2 separate regions of the Mus musculus genome follow, and region 1 is linked to region 2. A link is a contact called in public Hi-C data. All regions are on one chromosome and are shown on one strand. Each heading gives the region's core, a stretch centred on a gene start, on an enhancer-like site or on the middle of the called end of the contact. The rest is flanking DNA. Distances are from core to core; before and after follow the strand shown. Region 1 has its middle 130 kb from the start of 6530411M01Rik. Region 2 holds the start of 6530411M01Rik (RIKEN cDNA 6530411M01 gene).

Region 1 (4,105 bases), core at 158-2,657, 130 kb after region 2:
TAGTAGTCTTGTTTCTCCACATCTCCCTCAGCTCCTCTGTGTAAAGACTAGAGCTCATAGTTTGGAAGGATCGAGGTTTTCTGAAAGTTGTTGGTTATGTCCTAAGACATCCAGGAAATACAATTTGTGTTTTCCGACAGTGTATGTTCTCAACAGAAACATTCCTGATGGGCCATTACTAGAACTGTCTGAACACATTCTTGTTTATTTGTTCATACACTATATGTTAAATGTCTACAATCCACAGTGTTGTGTGCTTCGGTCAAACTATAAAGGCAACGGAGTCTAAAATATAGTTCATGTCACCAATGATAATTAGTTGAAAAGACAGACCACAGTCATAGCAGGGATTTGTTCATATATTCAATTCTAATATTTGAGCTACTACCCATAAAAAAGAACTTTAGCCATTGAAGTGTCTCATGTTGGTCTTATAGCTAAGTAAGAGTCTTTAACTTCTAATTGGATGTAATGAACATGACTTGTAGAATTGTACAACTGCCAAATATCAGAGTAGGGACCGCAATTCCATGTGACTAGGGCAGTGGTTTGAGTAACTAGAGGCCATGTGTATGTGCAGAGGCCAGGATGGGGCTGAGTTTGGTTGGAGTAGCCAAGCAGCTACATCCCCGTGTGTCAGGGAGCAATGAAGCCTTGTAACATAGGCTTGTCCTGAATCCGAATGTGGGGGTTGGGGAGGGATAGGCGATGAGGAATACCAGAAAACTGAGCTGTCAGTTATTCCTGAGTGTGATGATTGGTATTTGCCATCTGATGATCCCCTCCTCCTCAGAGGCTCTCCTAAACAAGGCAGAGGTCTGGGTTGATTGTGTAGTGGGTACACAGTTGGCTTACAGAATGTGATATGTGCATGAGGAAGTGGGAATGGGCAATCATGGATGGATCTCTCCAAATGTTGTCAGCCATCATCATTTCTAATCAGTGAAAGGCTTCTTTCACTGGAGTCTTTGGCCAAGAGTGGCTGGGCTCAGGGTGATTTACATATACCATGATACATATTTTATAAAACTGTAAGTAATTTTAATCCCAAATGTTGGACGGCTGTGATTTCCCACAAAGCTATAGAAATTTGGCTCAGCTCTCTGCAGGCACTGAGCTTCGAGGACACAGCTGGGCTTTCATGTTGGCCGGGTGCATTTTGCTCCCATAATTTGGAAAAACATTAGCAGCCCACTCTCAAACATTGGCCTGTTTTCTTGTCTCACACAATGGGAGCCTTCACATCTCTTCCAAAAGGCTTCTTCACAATCCCACACCCCCTTTTTTTTTTTTTTTTTTTTTGGAGGCTTCCTACAGAAAGTCACTCAGAGCCAAGGAGGCTTCCAGTGTGTCTGGGTTCCTGCTGAGAAGCAGCCATTGAAGGAAAACAGGACAGCAGCCCACTCTGTGTGTGAGATTTCAACGTTAACAACTGGCTCATCTCATTCGGAGGGAGGACAGTACAGTCAGGCTAGACTCAGGGTGGAAACACTGGCTGCTGCTTCTGTACCAGCCTGAGTGGCCCCTAGGCTCTACCTGCACATTTCGAACCTGAGATTATGAGTCATAGAGAAATATGCTTCTCGTGTTTATACTTTAAAAATCTGGCGAGTTGAAATGAAATATCACAGTTAAAACTCCAGGAGCTTTAAAATTGCTCAGAGGAGTGCATTTAAATGAACTTGGCAATGAAACATGAACTATTTAGTTCCCTGCTGCAGCAGAGCAAGCTCTCCTTTTATTGTTCAGATGTGTGTGTGGGGTCACCCTGTGAGAAGTCACTCCTGTGAATAGCTAGGCCCCTCAGATTTGCTGTTTGCTTTAATATTTTCTGATAATTATGTAATTAGTTCATCATGCTCCACGTTTCTCCACTAGCTACCCAGTATGTTTACCATGGGGACCTTCTGAAGTTCTGTGCGTAGAATTATTAAGAGAGGGACCATTTGCTGCCTCTCCCACAGAGTCTTTCGGAACTCAGGGGCACTTTTTTTTTCTCAACCACAGATGATGGTACCCTGAGGCCATTGCTGATTTCCCTCCCCTTCCCCCCTCCTCCTCCCCTCCCCCTCCCCCTCCCCCTTCCCCTTCCTCTTCCCTTCCTTTCTCCTTCCCTTCCCCTCCCCTTCTTTTGTCTCTCCTCTCTACCCCCCTCCATTATAGCACTGAACTCTCTACAATTTAATTTCAATTTAATTTTTGATCAGTCCTCATAATCTTGACTCCGATGTAGCACTTTCACATAACTTCATTCCCACTGCTATCTCAGGAGTGAGGAGGAGGTAGACACCCTTCCTCCGACTGACAGAAGGATGCTAAGACACATGCAGCAAACAACATAAAATGCAATTATAGGTTGAAGGTGACCCTAGCTAAGACATCTAGCAGTGGGGGAACCTGAACTGGCCATCTCTTCTTACTGGGTTGCTTAGTCCAGCCTTAATAGAAGAGGACATAACTAGTCTTACTGCAACTTGTTACACCCTCATGGTTGGTTCATATCCCTAGGGATCATACTCATCTCTGAAGGGAAACTGGAAGAGGAGTGGATGAGGAGGCGGAGAGAGGAACTTGGAAGAAAAAAAAATAAAAAGAAAAAAAAAGTGCAATTATAAAAAAATCTGTCAAGGAATTTGTGGAGACACTCCCAGTAGCATCTTAGAATTCCCCCTGATTTCAGGAAGGCAGATGAGAGAAACACTGAGTGGAAGGAGCAAGCCTGAAAAGGGGATTAGATTAATTAATTGAAACAAGAATTTGGCAGCAATCAAAACTATTCTAAAATCATGACATGTGCCCTGCAAAAAGCAAGTTGACCATGACTTAAGGTATTCAATTTATTATCATTTACTTGGTTCATTTTGGGGAAAATGAGGGCATTAGCTATATTATTACCCAAAATTGCCTACAAATTGCATTCTAGCACTTAACCCATGCTTCTGAACTTTATTCCTTGCCCACTTTTTAAAATTACTGACTCAGACTCCATCCTCTCTGGTATTATAGTAGCTGTGTAAGAATGATGAAAATGATTTGAAATTGTCACTACTAATGGCAGGACGACTTTTGTGGATAGCCTAGTGATGGCTGGGCAGCTCTGTGAAAGCAATGAAAAACAATAAACCATACACTAACAACAACAAAAAATGTTTTTTTTTAAATCACCTTCAATAGACATTCTGTATTGTTTAGCTGTTACCACCTCGAACTCCCTCAGCCTCTGGTGATCATTAATTAATTAAAAAATATTCTATACAGCTAATGTATATATAGTTTATATACATATATGTATATGTGTATACACACATATATATAATATATGTATGTGTTTGTGTGTATGAGAGAGAAAGAGATATTAGTCTAGGATCAAAATAGGAACAAGACAGAAATAGTAAGGCATTTATAGAAGATAAGTAGAGGGAAATTCCAGTGCAATGGCCTGAACAAAGCATGTATTTAATGAGTATATAATGATCAATTCAAGTTAATTTGATTATTATCTCCTGGTAGAAGATTTGTGTTTTTTATCTGAGATGTAAACGAATAGAATGATTAATTTAAAAAAAAAGCAAAACAAAGATTAAAAACAAATAAAATTCACCCTATATTGATAAGCCATGGTTCTCAACCTGTGATTTGTGACCCTTCTGTGGGTGGCATATCAGATATCATGTGTCAGATATTTACATTATGATTCATAACAGTAGCAAAATTACAGTTATGAAGTAGCAATGAAAATAACTATACGGTCTGGGGGCAGTCACCACAACACGAGGAACTGTATTAAGGGATTGCAGCATTAGAAAGGTTGAGAACCAGTGCTCTAAAGTGAACTTAAAATTCTTATTCATAAATGGCTTTGCTTTCTTTCAGTTGTATGTGACTTTCTTGTCTTTGAGATGTCCCTTTGCCTTCTGGAATTATTTGAAAGTATGTGTTTGATCACCCAGTGTTTGTAAATGTTATACTTGGTCTTTCTGTTATTGATTTATAACTGGACTCCACTGTTGTTGGAGACCACATCCTGTGTTCAGGTCCATTGTAAGACAGATTGTGTTGTGCTGTGCTGATTGCCCTATGCAGGATGGAGAAGAGCCTGTGCCCT
Region 2 (4,049 bases), core at 1,167-3,666:
AAAGGCATCCAAAGACAGGCAATGTATTCAGAGATAGACCCTGCTCCTGCATTAGGAGTTCCAACATGAAGACCCAGCTACACAATAGTTACATACATGTAGGGAGCCTAAGTCCACCCCATACATACTCTCTGGTTGGCAGTTTAGTCTCCACGAGCCCCAGTGGGCCCAGGTGAGTTCACTCTGTAGGTTTTCTTGTTCAACCTGACATTTCTATTAGTGATTCTCAGAGGTGGCCTAATTTGATGGCTGAACACAGTTTGGATCCAAACACATCCTGGAGCAAAGTTGTAACTAAAAGTGCAAGCTGAACAGCCTGAGCCTCCATCCCTCCTTTTCCTGGCAGTGACAAGGTCTGTGATGTGTGCCAGGCACCATGGAATGAGTAAGACACCGGCAGAGCTTGGTGTTAACACTGTCTGCTATGACCTACCACTTTTATGTTTGTTTCTTTATTGTTCTTTGAGTTCTATCATATTTGACTTCACTTTCAAAACATTAGTGAACCCAGCAGAGCACACACTTCCCAGAGCCTCTGAGTTTTGCTCTGTTTTCTAGGATTTCTTGATCCACAGTCATCACAGCGGGGCTCCATTCCTGTTTCTTCCCATCATGGAGAACAGGGAGAGCTTATTTTTCTCTATAAATTATTTTTTTTTCTAAATCAAATCTACAAAGATTAAAAGATGTAATGAACATTAATAGCGGTTCAGCGCGTCAGTGTTTTATAGTCTGGGGACGGTCAAATTATTTGTTTATCTTTTGCTGCTGTGTTGTTTGGTTTTCAAACATGGTCTCAAATCTTAAAACAGACTAACCTGAAAGTTACTGGTCATCCAGGCTGACCTTTAACTGTGAGGCATTCACTTCTCTTAACTGGGTGAGTCCTGGAATTACCACGAGGCTTGTATCACCATGCTTACTCCATTCATTTTGTGAAAGCATTTTGATTATACATATACAACACACTCACACATACAGAACACACACATCTATATACATATATACACACATGTAAGTATGTGTATATATATTCATATACACATACACATATTAACCATTATGGTATTAATACAGGTGCTATCATTTCTACTGCTGAGAACGGAGCCCAGAAAAATATGAATATAGACCAATATTAAAATATAGATAAACTTATTATCCTTATATCTAAATATTATCTACACATACACATTCACACATGCACACTACTCCATAAGAAATGGCAGCCATTTAAAGGTAATATGTGAGATGCTTTATGAAAAAATATAGACACAGCCCATGCATCAACATTCCTCATACATGTATATGTACATAATCAAGGAGTTTACGTGAAAAATGCAAAATACAGAAAATACTGCTCTGGGTGGGTTTCATCTAGAATCCTTTTGCGTTCACACATTTCTCTAATTTCACATCGTATGATTCTGATAACAAAACAAAGGATAGACTCATTTCAGAAGCACCATTTTAGAAAAAGGTCATCTGCTCTGATAATTCTGTTCAGAAATGAACGGGGTCGGGGGTTTGGGGGTGTGGCCCACATGACACATTTCTAGGGCTCTTTTGTGCTTGATTTTGTCCCTCTGAGACAGCACAGTGGGCAGAGGAGCCCAAAGGGAACAGGCACAGCACACTCAGAGTTCCCCTCCCCCACTTTGCTCTCTGAAACTCTGCAGCCAACCTTATTGAATTCCTCGTAGCGATCCTGCCCAGTGCCCCGCTGTGGCCCAGCTGCTTTCCGGCACCCTCTCTGATAACAGAGAGAGGGCGCCCCACACCTGCTTCTGAGACTGGCTCCTTAGGGATGTTACTGTTGCCTCCTGGATCCTGTGCATGCTTGAGAAGGATCCCCGGAACGAGACATTATTATTTTCTCTTTTCTTCGCGGAAAAGAGGCTAAAAATAGGCACAGAAGCACCTTACAGCCTCCAGGCTAGTGGCTGGAAAGTCACCGTTCAGAGGTTAACGCGCCAGCATTAAGACAAAGTAAAGTAGCGAGCGCTCGCGATGTCACGGACTTGCAGAGTAAATAGGGGAGACAGGCTGCTCTGACGTGCTGAATTTATGAACTTTACTGTTCTGCTCCACCCAGAGCGCTCCCCTGCACTCATGGGATGCTGTTGCTGCATTTGCAAGCCACTGTCTCTTTCACCTCTGAGGCGCTGCATTTGCAAGCCACTGTCTTTCACCTCTGAGGCCTGGGAACCACAGCTCCCCTGGGGTCGCTCCTTGCATGGCTTCCGGAGCCTCCAGGGATCTTCAGGTCTCTCCAGGAACAATGCTGTGAGCCCGAAACTGCATTGTCTCAGCCGGATGTTTTGAGGAGGATCCAGGGCACGTTTGCCAGCTTCTAAACAGCATAGCACAACAGCCCCGCTTCTGTGAGTCTCTGCTTTGTGAATCTGCTTTCTGGACTTGTCCTTGCTCAGCACCCAAATTAGCTTAACAAGCTACGGAAATCTCAGCTCGACCTGGAGGCAGCAGTGGCAAGACAGAAACAGAGCTCCGAATCAATTGGCCAGAGGCGTGGGGGGTGGGGGAAGACAAAAGAAACATTGTGTCAAATTTATTTTCTGTACTCTTGGGATTGCAAGGAGAGCCTGAAAATGCTCACAGCGAGAGTGACTAGGGCCGGCTTGGATTTTTAGCTAAAATAAACCATATTCATGTCAAACTGCAAAGGGCACATTGGTTTACCGCGCGAGGGCAAAGAAGACAAACGGCGAAGTAGCGGCATCAAATAATGATCTGAAATTTACCACGGGTTCGCTCGGTACATCCTTCCCTAACTCGTGTATATTTCATTTAAATGTATCCATCAGTTTAAATAGGGCACTAGGTCCGTCCCGCCCTCCACCTGTGCTCTCAATGTTTCTCTGCGTGTCTGCCAGTTTGTGGGATGCCTGCAGCTAAGATGAATCAGAATACAAAGAGAGGGCTGACAGGTTCGTGTATGCCCAAGGTGAGCTGTGACCTAAAATGAGACTAGTTCTAAGGAAAGATGGATCACATGTGTCATGCATGCTGGACCAGCAGATGGCAGCAGAGCTCTGGGCTCCCACCACAGTGAAACTCCGTTCCCTCATCAGAGTGGTCCTATGTGCCCTCTGTGTCACTGACCCCAGAACAACATCTTTGATTTATAATCATACATGACTAGCATCTATCCCTTTTACTACAAATCTATGACATTAATTCAGAGGTCACCATTCTCTGAATGGGACATCCTGCTTACATAAAAAAGAAAAATAAAGTTTAAAGGCGTGGGGGAAATCACAGAACAAAATAGGGGGTATGTGTGTTTCCCCCGTCTTTGAGCTTCTTAGTCTATATTACCCCACAACCAAAACACAATATGTTGGTTGAAAGTGTTTTTTTTGCAACTAGTTCCTAGCATGAGGAAGCATAAGCCTTTAATTTCATCATCTGGGAAACAGAGACAGGAAGATGTCTGTGAGCTCAAGGCCAGCCTGGTTTGCATAATGAGTTCTGGGTCAGCCAGGTACAAAATGAGACCCTGTCTAACAACAAACAAACAAACAAACAACTCTTGCTTGGTTGACCATTCACAATCTCCCCATATTTAATAAAAATTTACCCCCAGAACTATTTTGAAATACCCTCTAACATAATATGATTAGAGATAGTGCCCAGAGCCAAATTTCACTTTGTCCTTAAAACCGCAGTCAGAGATTCTCCAGGTCTTCCCAGCTGTATTTTAATGGTTTAATGATTTTTCAAAGTAGAGGAGTTTGGGAAATTATAGGATTTAACAAATTGATGGCAGTTGGCCTTGTACAGGTTTAATTAAATTAGGGTTTAATTGACGAGATGGAAAGGGGTGGTGGGATTTTTCTCATCAGCATTCCGGGAGCATCAATGAAGATCTGCCTTGCCAGAAAGAGTGTCATAACCTCCCGAGACACTAGATGGTGCTGCAGAGTCACTATGGAATTTCTATTACCGGTTTTTAAGACTCTTTGATCCTACGTTATTATTTTTTTTCCTGCTTTCTGAAGAGCTTGCATCAGAAAACACACCAAAAAAGA

The links. A called contact is a pair of places that touch in the nucleus more often than the background predicts.
Region 1: a Hi-C map of cerebral cortex shows a contact between it and region 2, with 2.3 times the contacts expected there. The contact joins the enhancer-like site here to the promoter of 6530411M01Rik in region 2. A contact is called at or near these places in 5 of 484 Hi-C or Micro-C datasets (cerebral cortex, cortical neurons and nephron progenitors), 3 of 115 datasets of contacts at active chromatin or transcription factors (embryonic stem cells and stem cell-derived neural progenitor cells) and 1 of 9 other capture datasets (embryonic stem cells).

What each region holds. Positions count from the first base shown.
Region 1 is chr17:9,299,989-9,304,093 of GRCm38.p6, forward strand. No RefSeq gene overlaps it. Among named protein-coding and RNA genes, the nearest start is that of 6530411M01Rik, 130 kb to the left of the region's middle. Within about 2 kb of position 1,408, at least 21 of the 459 cell types and tissues checked have an H3K27ac peak or open chromatin away from gene starts, as enhancers often do. A contact at or near this core is called in cerebral cortex and cortical neurons, where this site is marked.
Region 2 is chr17:9,165,606-9,169,654 of GRCm38.p6, forward strand. 6530411M01Rik (RIKEN cDNA 6530411M01 gene) reads right to left here and starts at 2,417. Exons shown (of 3, transcript NR_027881.1): 1 at 1,682-2,417. Gm52287 (a long non-coding RNA gene) reads left to right here. Exons shown (of 2, transcript XR_003952250.1): 2 at 1-4,049.